Regions from separate parts of the Gossypium arboreum genome. Here region 2 is linked to region 1. The links are chromatin contacts, called in public Hi-C maps. All regions are on one chromosome and are shown on one strand. The core of a region is the stretch at or near the end of the contact, and the rest is flanking DNA. Distances in the headings are between cores, read along the strand shown. Region 1 holds the start of LOC108476125 (pyrophosphate--fructose 6-phosphate 1-phosphotransferase subunit alpha). Region 2 holds the start of LOC108476110 (histone-lysine N-methyltransferase ATXR7).

What was found. A called contact is a pair of places that touch in the nucleus more often than the background predicts.
Region 2: a Hi-C map of leaf shows a contact between it and region 1, with 3 times the contacts expected there. The contact joins the promoter of LOC108476110 here to the promoter of LOC108476125 in region 1. A contact is called at or near these places in 2 of 5 Hi-C or Micro-C datasets (both in leaf).

The regions. Positions count from the first base shown.
Region 1 is chr3:105,111,903-105,117,730 of ASM2569848v2, reverse strand. LOC108476125 (pyrophosphate--fructose 6-phosphate 1-phosphotransferase subunit alpha) reads right to left here and starts at 1,747. Exons shown (of 18, transcript XM_017778227.2): 1 at 1,277-1,747; 2 at 752-924; 3 at 440-552. The coding sequence starts at 1,366.
Region 2 is chr3:105,400,601-105,406,216 of ASM2569848v2, reverse strand. LOC108476110 (histone-lysine N-methyltransferase ATXR7) reads right to left here and starts at 2,842. Exons shown (of 19, transcript XM_053025809.1): 1 at 2,267-2,842; 2 at 1,962-2,076; 3 at 1,424-1,883; 4 at 1,217-1,333; 5 at 731-1,027; 6 at 303-647; 7 at 1-221. The coding sequence starts at 2,270.

The DNA.
Region 1 (5,828 bases), core at 498-2,997:
TTTTAAATACTAATATATTATCTCTCATGTAATTCTAAAAATCAGATTAACTTCTCTCAAAAAAATACTTTTTTTTAAATTCTCACTGTGCATGTACCATAGTCCTTATAATTATGCATCCACACTGTATATTAAGCCCTTGACTAGGTTGGTAGTCAATCAAGTACCAACTCGATTGTTGGGTAATGACTAAAAATAACATTGTTTTACAAAATAAATTATATAATTTTGCGAGAGTTCATCTTTTTATATCTTCTTTATAAAAATAAAAAAAATACACATTGATTTGAACTTTATAGTTTTCATTTTACTATTTCAATCAAAGTTTGTTTTTCACCGACATCTTGGGCATTTTACGTGTGTCCTCTCATATAATTGTATCATGTATGTGTTTTGTGGCATTGACTGTATAACACCATTTAAACTGAGCGCTGCTTACCCAAAAAGCCCAGCAAAGTGCTATTAGGGTTGTGGATTTTGAGAGCTTTGTGGAGGCCCCATACGACGTTATGGCCACCAGGGGATTGTCTCCCACAAAAGACAAGTCCAACCCTGTTATTCGAGAAGATCTGGTCATTAGACAAATAAAAATACACTTGCATACATAAATACATACATACAGAAGCATACGACCATGAATAAATGCTAATAATTCCACAGAAAGGTGAAAGGATGGAGAATTATTGCGATGAAAATGAACCAAAAGAAAAAAGTAGAGAAACAATATCATGAAGTGTGATATAACAAGCACCTAATAGCTGGATGCTCAGTTATAATCTGAGCATCAGGTACTTTGGCAGTTGCCCTGAGAAAGTGAGCCAAGGGCTTGCCATAAGTGTGAGGAAAAGCTCGGGCTATGGTATGAGCATCAGCCGGGTCTAAAGATGTAGTGGTATCACCAAACTCAACCCTGACAGTAGTTCCCTGAAGAAACGTGAAAACTAATTGTTAATAAGAAAATGCCCGCAATCAAGTATCTAGTGTAGTCTACAGCCGCGTAACAGCAGGTCAAATCTAAACACCGTACATGCAGAAGCAAAAGATCATAAAAATCAGAAGAGATGTATGAATCGTGATTAGCATTAAGCAATAGCAATAATCGTGTGAAAGCAGAGATTAAATTGAATAGATCTAAGAAAAGCCAAAAATAGAAACTTAATTTTAAAAAAATAAGCAAACGCGAAAATCTTGAGATGAACGATTACAAATTAAAAAGAAAAAGAAAAAGAAAACATGAGATTCAGATGCAGAAAGTGAAGAGAAAGAAGGGAGCGACCTCGAGGCAAGGAGGGAGCTGTGGTTGGTATTGAGATCGGAGTTTCTGAAGATCAGAAAGTTCTCTGGGAATGCCATAATCAGAGTCCATTCTTTTTGCTTCTCGGTTGCTTGGTTGGTTGATTGGTTTTGGGTGACTTAATCCAAATCTAGTTGGTAGTTGTTGATTGTTGAGGTTTCTTGATCTTGGTAGGTAAAGAGTAGAATGAGAAGATGGATGGTAGATGGTTGCTGCGGCGGGGTGTTTGGTATGGGGAGTAGTCTGTAGTGGAAGTGATGTGCTTTTTATATCTCACTCTCGGACTGCTGAGTCGTAATACTGCTCCTATGGGCGATACAACCGAACCAATTTTTTTACCTTTTTTCTTTTGCCCTGCGTCTTTCCTTTCAAAATATACACCCTTCCATTTTCTATTATTACGCTACTGCCACCCCTTCTCATTCCCCGTTTACAAATTACATAGTGAATATCTGAATATTAGATCCCAGACGTGGATACTCTGGTTTTGATAAAATATATTAGATCACACCAAATTAAAATTAAAAATTTTATTAAATATGTAAGGTGGAAATAATATATTTAAAATATTAATTTTAAAAAATAACACGTAATAAATATTGAAATATATTATTTAAATTAATTATCAATAATAACACATGGAATATGTATTATATTAAAATTTTAGATTAAATTATAAAATCAAATTTAAACACTTGAATATATCATATTAATATTATTAAATGAATAAATTATTTATCATGATATTGTCATCAATCCTAAGTTGGTGTCGAGTTAATTTGTAACATCATTTCAATCAACAACATTATTAATATTAGAAATCCTATCACACAAGCAGTGGTGGAGCTAAAAAATTTTTTGGCGGCAGAATTAAATTGTATATTTTTATTATAGTAAAAATGCAATTTCACCATTTTGATAGTCTATATCTTTATAATTTTTAAAGGATTAAATTAATTTTTTATCATTTTAGGGGGCTGAAGTACAATTTTACCATTACTAATTTAGAATTTTATAAATTATAAATGGCCTAAATGGAAATTTTTCATTTTAGGGGGCCAGGGCCCCTGCCAGCCCTCATTGGCTCCGCCACTGCACACACGTATGGAAATCACAAATTTATATTACAGATGTGTCTTTAAAATAATATAAAATAAACAATAAAATGTATAGTTTAGAACTAATTAATCATAATAACACATGAAAAGTGTATTGTATTAAAATAAAAATAAGATCAAATTATGAGTAAAATGAAATTTATACACATAAATACATCGATAAACAATACTAAATACACCAACTCAATTAACAATATTATTAATACTAAAATCCTATCTCATGCATATACATGTGGAAATCACAAATTTAAAATACGATGAGTGTTTAAAAATAACATCAATAAACAAGGAAACATATGGTTTGAAACTAATTAATTATAATAACACATTAAATGTGTATGATAGTAAAATTAAAAAATAGATTAAATTGTTAGTAAAATGTAATTTAATCACATAAATACACCATATAAACAATACTAAATGCACTATAACTTATGGACATAGTAAAACTATAGATATGTAAATTTGGTCCGAGAAAAATTTGTACTAATAATATAGATACACAAATTTAGTGAGAGAAAATATTATACGTTAAAAGATAATTTTTTAAAGTTTATTAAAAAATTATTATTAGCGTAATGGTAAAGAATTAGTTTATAAATCTAATAAAGTGGGTTTAATCCTAGAAATGTGAATTTTAGTTTTTTATTTAGAAATTATATAAATATATGAAAAAATAATTAAGAATTCATCAAAATAATAATAATAATCATTTAATAAAAGATATATTAGTCATTTTCTAATTGAATTTGTATCCAATTAACTTGTGACACCAACTCAATTAAAAATTTTATTAATAGTATATATATAGATGACAAAAAAAGTAAATAATTATTATACATAGAAAATTAGATAATTATCAAATTAACGTGAGTTTTTATATAAAAATAAAATTAATATTATATATGAATTAGCTACTGGGAGCTTTAATGAAATAACAAGGTTGAGGTTGTTAGACCATAGACACTAAATTCGAATATCATCATACGACATTTTACATGAATTTTATATAAATTTATTTTGATTTATATTTAAATATATATTTTGGTTCAATGAATATATTCTTATATTTTTATTTTACATTATGTCAAAAAAAAACCATAAATACCTACAATCAAGTGCATACAAAACCTTTTAGTCAAAAATATTTTTGCACAAATTTCAACTCTTGCATATTTAACGCATGAAACTGTTGTTTCAATAAAATTGTTTCTCAACTGTTGTATGCTTTAAATTGCAAGGGTAATAGAAATGTGCTGTTCAAGTATTGCCCTTTGACTGCAAATTTCTTTTACATATAATAACCTACATCAAATACAAGAACGTAAGGTCCCCTTCCTAATTACATCTTACATCTTATTATTACAAACCAATATCCAGATAAGTATTCGGTTTATTTTCTTTCTTCAAACAGATTTTACACGGATTCGCGAAAGTCAAAATTAGCAATGTCCACATCTTAAAAGCCCTTTTTTAGATTTTATGTTAATGTTAAAGTGTAAATAGGTTAAGAGCTTATCTAACTATAAAAATAGGTTGAATGGAAATAAAAATTAAATAATAAATAAGAAGGGCTTAGAAGGTAATTAGTCACATTTAAGCTTTAGTGTCCCCACATTGTGAGGCTGAACCTTTCACTTTTTTTTAGCAGTCACTCAACATGGTAAATTTACATATTAGGTCCCTAAATACTTTAGATCATTCCATTTTAGTTCGGTACCGCTAATTTAATAGACGGTACCAATAAAACCATACCATTTTGGTAAAATAATCTAATGAGCATGCCATTTAAGTTATTAATTTATTTTTTGTATTATTTAGGTAAAAAAGCCTAAAACTGTACACTGTCTCCAAAATGAAAAAAAAAATTCTATTTAGTCATTCTAAAAAATAATGAAATCATAAACTAATATATGATAAAATTATATTTTGACCTTTCAAAATTTTATAATTTAATTCTAGCCCCTCCTAAAATAATTCTAGATTCACCCCTGCCAACAACCCTACTAATCGAAAAAAATCCCAAAGAATTTAGACTTGAGAGGTCCTTGGAAGAGGAATTTAAGGTTGAAGCCAATAGTGTAACAACTCGTTTTTCAATGGTGTCGGAAATAGTGATTTCGAGACCACCATTTCGATTAGTGAATTAGTATTTTATTATTTATTTATTATTTATAAGGTTATTAGAGTGCTATATTAAAATTTAGTTAGAAAATTTTAACATTTAGATAGTTAATCAAGTAAAAAAGACTAAATCGTAAAAACTACAAAACTCAATCACTAATAGTTTAATAGCACTAAACAACTAAGGAACTATGAATTAAGGGTTTTAAAAGGTAAATATACCTTGTTTATTATAATGGATTATTTAAATTACAAAAGTTATAATGGTAAATTAATAAATTAATTAAAATAAACAAAAGATGACAAATGGGTTATCATATTCATTTCAACACCCCCCACCGAATGTTAGGTGAAAAACACCATTTTTGAACTTTCTAAGCTTCGGTCAAGGCTATTACACTTGCATGATCTAGAAATGGACTAGTATGTTGATAAACGGGAGAAGGAAATAGTCGTTGCGTTTCATTAGCTATCATATTTTGGTAAGTTCGTATTACGTTTATTACAATATTTATGTTCAACTTATTACATGTTTGATAATATGAAATTTAATGTTGTGACGATTAATGATTCGGAAGGATAAAGTTGAGTGTGAAATGTCTCGGAAAAGCAGAATAAGCCCGTGTGAACTTAGTGAATAGCTAGGATACGAATGACATGTCATTAGGACGAGTAGACTTTGTGCCAATGTATTTAGCAGGCTTCGAGCCAGTGTATATTTAACAAGCTTTGTGTCGATGTTTTATTAGCAGGCACTTTGTACCGGTGTTTTATTTAGCAGGTACTATGTATCGGTAATTGATACCATACCAATTGCTTGAGGTCTTTCATGTGTTGCGGATTCTCTGAAGCTTGTTTGAGCAGTATCATGTATCGATTAATGTCCTTATGTTTACTCGTATGAGAAAATTAAGAATAAGTAGGGGCTTAAGGGGTCACTTTAACGCAACCTCCTCATTGGCTTGAAACATTCACCCATCTCTCTATTCACGCACACTGAATAATTAACTTAAGTTACACACCACATGATTAATGTCACAAGAGAATCTGCAAAACCCATTTTTAGCATAACTTTTTCCAGAAAAGACCATTCAGTCCTATTATACACTTTACTCATGTCGAGTTTTAAAAGCAAGACTTCCATATTGAGCCATTCTTCTTTGTTTTAGAGAGTGCATTAATTCATACACCAGCATAATATTGTCCATAATGAATCTTTCTGAAACAAAAACACTTTGGGCTTTGTTAATACATAAGTTTAGTACCTTTTGGAGTTGATTAGCCACTGCCTT
Region 2 (5,616 bases), core at 1,593-4,092, 290 kb before region 1:
ACAGAAGAATGGAGCTCATTTTCAACTCCTTCCAGAATACATTGTATTCCACCATAAAGGCCACTATTGTGCAATGGACTGTTCTGTTTGGATAAAATTTCCTGCACCGCAGATTGAGATATATATGTCTCTTCTGCCTGGTTACCTACAGAAACTGTTGCTAGTTCATAACCAGGTGGACAATCAATATCATGAGCCGTCAATTCCATCCTAGAGAAGAGCTATAAAACCATAAAACATTAGATTCAAGGTCATTACATACTGTTTACACACATAGAGTTTAACATTTAGACTTTACTTACAGTTGTAGCTTTTATATTTTCAGTCTCCTTGCCACGATCAATGGAGCCACTAGCAGATGCCAGAACATTAGGCTGACCATACCAAAGTTTTCCTTTTCTCCAGGAAGACAAATATTCAACCATACTATCATAAAAGACAGCATTCCACGTAACTTGCATGCAATACTCAAAAAGCATTTTACAAACAACTGTATAAGAACCCCAAAAGTTTTCAAGGCTTCCAACAGATTTTAGACTTGCATCAAAATTTGTAGATTCTTGGATAGAAAGATTAGATACACCATCGGAGGTCACTGTGCCAAACTTGGAAGTACAATGTATACTTCTTTCCGTGGTATTTTTAATCTGTATGGCAAAGGAGCTTCAGATTTTAAGACAAATAAACATAAGTTTTTCTTTCTTTTTTTTTGAGTGATTGCATACATTACCAGTTTCCCATCAGAACTTTTAGCATCCTGGTTGTATGATTCAACCATTAGAGGTCTCTGAGATTTTTTTGCAGCAACAAACTCTGAGATCATAGTGCTGATTATTTCATCTAGCATAACTCTACGAGCTGCTTTCATAATTCGAGAATGCAGATCAGAAGAAACTTCTTCAGAAACTGCCGATATGAAGTTCACTGATAACTCCTGTTCATTTTCAGCAACATACTGACCACCTTTCCAAGCATTTAAAACAGACAGCAATTGGGTGGAGCGAAACCTGTCATCAGCATGATAAATCTGCAAGAAAATAAATTAAAAGAAAAAGATATAAGAAGCAAGACTCAGTAAAGCTTAGATACATCATGCCAGCCTACCACAATACCTACACAAGTTTCGAAAGAGTTCATAGGACCCTACAGTTGATACAAATGAACAGTTACTGCAGTGATGAATCATGACTTGAGAATTTCAAGGCTTACGGCTTACCATAATGGAATCTGCAAGATACCCACAGCGATGCCAAGAATACAATTGTAAAAGAGAATGGGGCCCATGTTTCCTACTCTCATCATCTTCAAACAACCAACATTCATCTTCACCAGACTGGAACAAAAAAGGTGAAAATCATCCAAAGGGTGCCTTAGGAAAAAAAGGGGAAACAAAGGGGGGTGGGGGAAGGGGGGACAATAATACCTGCAATACAAAGCTAAATGCTTCGGAACTTACATTGCAGTTGAATTGAGAAGGCGAAGGGGAAGGAGTGTGTTGGACATTTGTAAATGAAGATTTTAAATAACTGGAAGCTGTGGCTGAAGTGAGATATAGAAACCCAGTAGCAACATGATCAGGGAACTGCCTAAAGTACTTTAAGGGAACAGGATTGATCAAAGCCCCATTGACTACAGGATAAACAGGGAGCTCATCCGGCAGGAAACCAGTCGACAAACCCTCGTATAACTGCTGCTGGATATAAGGACCACACATCTGGCCGTGTTCATTGACATACATCCATCCACTCACATACGAAGAAGATGATGGCGCATAGCTAGAGTAACTCTTATCGCATGAAGATCCACCGCCGTTACAAGATTGAGAAATACCACTGCTATTTCCATTAGACTGGCAACTCATCTCCGTTGCAGATTGTTCATCACTGTCAAATCATGAATACGATTAAAAAAATGTAAATAAGAGCGTCATCAACCAAAAAAGAGTATATTAATAATTATACCCGCGATTTGAAGATGCAAAATCGGCAGAGAGATCCGAAACTTTAAGGCGCTTTCGGGAAAAATTAGGGTGATCATATTCGTCAATAGGGGATGTTGAGGAAACCATGGGCAGACCTGAATCAAAATTCAAATCTAACTAACCTCAATTCTCATAAATGTCTTATTAATTAATAAAAAAAGAAAACTGTTCTAATTATGTTGCATCTGCGAATAGGAGCGCCCAAATTTCCAAGATGAAAAAATAAGAAGGCATATATCATAATAATCTATTATCCGTACACATAAATAAAACTCTATTGCATACCCATCCAATCCAATCCAATCCAATGCAATGCAATGCAATCCAATCCTCACGGTAATCTGCAAAACTCTGCTGGAAGTTGGTACCAAATCCAATAGAGTAGTACGGATTTCGATAGAAAGAAATTTTCCCAATTAGGGGAAAACCATAATCGCCACCGGCTCTTGTATTCACGACTAATTTGGCCTCTTCCTATTGTAGTTTCTTTTTTCTTTCTTTTTTGGGGTTTACAAAATTACAAAGTAGACGAAAGCAAAATTAAGTTCACCTCTCTCCCTCCCTCCCTCTCTCTCTCGTAAGTGAGTCTCACTTCTGACTCGCTCCGCTCCTTCGGCTTTTTAGTATTTATTGTTCTTCATATATGGCAATGGCATTCGTAATCGTGTGAGATTCCGGCTGCTATTTCCCTATTTTAATTTCAAGCTATTTACCTTCATCTTTTATTCTTGGGTTTTTTTCAGGCCTCTCCCTTGTGATTCCGATATTGAATATCCACTCTCATTTATTGGGCTCGCTTTTGGGCGATAAATGGATATATGAACTTTGAAGCAATACGATTACATCAAAAGTCAATAATCCACACAATTATGGAGTTAAAAATTATTAAAAGAAATAGTTAGGATTCTCAAATATAAAATTTAAAATAAATATGGAAGTACTGATCAAGCAAAATATTTGTGGAGTTGTGAAGGAACCATTGAAGTCTATCAATTTATGAAGGACACCTGTTGGCATCAATAGAACGGAGAATCCTTTAATATTCCCAAAACGGGAATAGTTGCCACATGTTACCCATCAGGTTGTAGCCCTCATGAAGGTAGAGCTGGCTCTAGTTCTACTCAATTATAGCCCTTTTCGAGTAACGCTGATAAGTTTTTGTTATCATTGGAGTAGAGCTCCAGACTCAAAGTAGTAGCTATGGTATTTCGCTAAGGTAGTAATAAAAACATTTTGTGGTCAAGATTAGCTGCCTTGTAATAGAAAGGAATTAACCCATTGGGATGGGTGGAGTTAGCATATAAATAAATCTAAGAATGGCAGGAATATCCACCAGAGTTAAAAATTGAAAAGACGCCGGTCAAGCGAAGTTTGTCTCATAGCATCCACCAAATTAGGAATGCAAGAAAATTATATGGATGAAAGTATTCCAGTAATGAAGTTGTAACACCCTAAACTCAGCCCAGCCATTATTGCCGAATTTGGAAAGCTACATTGGCTATCGAAATGGCACAAAGAAACTTTTCTTGATCTTGATTGCAAACGTACTTTTTTAAACCATTTGCGCAGTTCATTCAAAACTAGTAAAATCGTGTTCAACTTTATTTTCAATCTCATTTCAAAAACCATTTGTCCACGAAAATGACCCAAATAAACTTCTGAAATTTAAAAAAAAATTATTTTAAAACTATTGGCTTATCATGTAACACCCTTTACCCGAGTTCAACGCCGGAACAGGATACAAGGTGTTACCGTACTTAAACACATGCTTACAAACATTTTCGTGCCATAAATTTTCGTCCAAATTAAAACTTTTTGAAAACCAAACATAAAGTCCCTAATACGAGCCCACGAGGCCCAAAACAAGCTTTGAAAAAGATTTGGGACTTAACTGAGTATTTTAGAAAACTTTAAAAAAATATCAAGGTAAACAGGGCACACGCCCGTGTGTCGTCTTAACATGATAACGTTGAAAGCCCGTGTAGCTCACACGGCCTGGACATATCTGGACACGCCCGTGTCCCTAACTCGTGTGAATTTATTTTTCAATTCGAACCTACAGAGGTTTTCACATGGCCTGGCACACGCCTGTGTCCATGGCTAGTGTCCCTCACATGGCCATGACACACCCGTGTCCCAGCCCGTGTACAAAAACCTTGACATTCTATTTCTGACGTCATCTACCAATTAAGGACACACGGCCAAGGCACACGCCCGTGTGTTAGGCCGTGTCCTCCGTGCGGCTGAGACACACGGTCGTGTCTCTACCCGTGTGTTTACTACCATGCATACTAACTTGAAAAATTGAAGTGCAGGGGCCACACGGCCGGACTACACGCCCGTGGGGTAGACCATGTGTCACACACGGTCTAGACACATGCCTGTGTGTCTGCCAGTGTAGACAAAAACAAGGCTATTTACCAAGCCTTTTTGCCACCCTTACTTGTACCAACCTACACAACATCAACCAAAACTAATCCAAGCATAACACATATAACCAAAACAACCACAACCATAAGAAATTTGCATCAAATGCATTTAATAATAATCATTCAACACATAATAACGATAAAGTTACCTTACTTACGTACAACTTACCTCAGTATACAAAAAGTGGATAACTAATTGACTTTAGTCTACTAGCTTAGCCTTTCCCCTGTCTAGGTCCAGATTTCATATTTCTTGATCTAAAATGATAAAAATTCACTAATTTAATCATCATATTAATTAATGTATTTCATAAATTATATTTTGGCAAAATGACCATTACCTAGACTTTCACAAAATTACGATTTTACCCCTAGGCTCGTAAATAGATTTTTATCAAATTTTTTCACTAACCAAGCCTAGCCGAATTCTTTTTATACTAGAAACAGTCCACAATTCCCATCATTTCACACATTTACCACATAATTTATAACTTATGCAAAATGGTCATTAGTTAGGGTTTTCATGAAAACTACTTCACAAAGGTTGTTTGTTTAGCAACCATGATTCATTTTCTTTCATAAAAATTCAGCAAACGACATGAAAAATCTCATGGAAAAATCCTATAATTTCAACCATTTTGCAAAATAGTCCCCTCATTAGCTAGAGTATGCCACAAGGGTCCCAAAAGTACAAAAATTATCAAGAAAGGCCATCAAAATCACTTACTTGTAAGGGTAAAGAGTGACTCAAATTTTGAAGCTCCAAAACCCCTAAAATGGCTAAAATTTTCAGTGGTGAAAGAAGGGATGAAAAATATAAAGTCTTTTGTTTTATTTAATCTTATTTTCTAGTTAAAATAGGCTACCAACTTCACCAAATCTGATTTTTTTTATTCATCTTTGTCCTTATGGCTGACCACCCCTATTGAAATGGGTCTATTTGCCCTTTAAAGATCCTTAATTATGATTCTTTAGCTATTTAACACCATTTGGTAGAAAAAGAAAACTTTTTTCTCTTTATGCGATTTAGTCCTTTTTCGCAATTAAGCATGCAATTGCTAGAATTATTTCACCAAAATTTTCATGTACTCATATAAACATGTTATAACACATAAAATTTTATAAAAATTAATAATTTCTCTGACCTCGGGTTAGTGGTTCCAAAACTACTGTTCCGACTAGGCCCAAAATCAGGCTGTTACATAT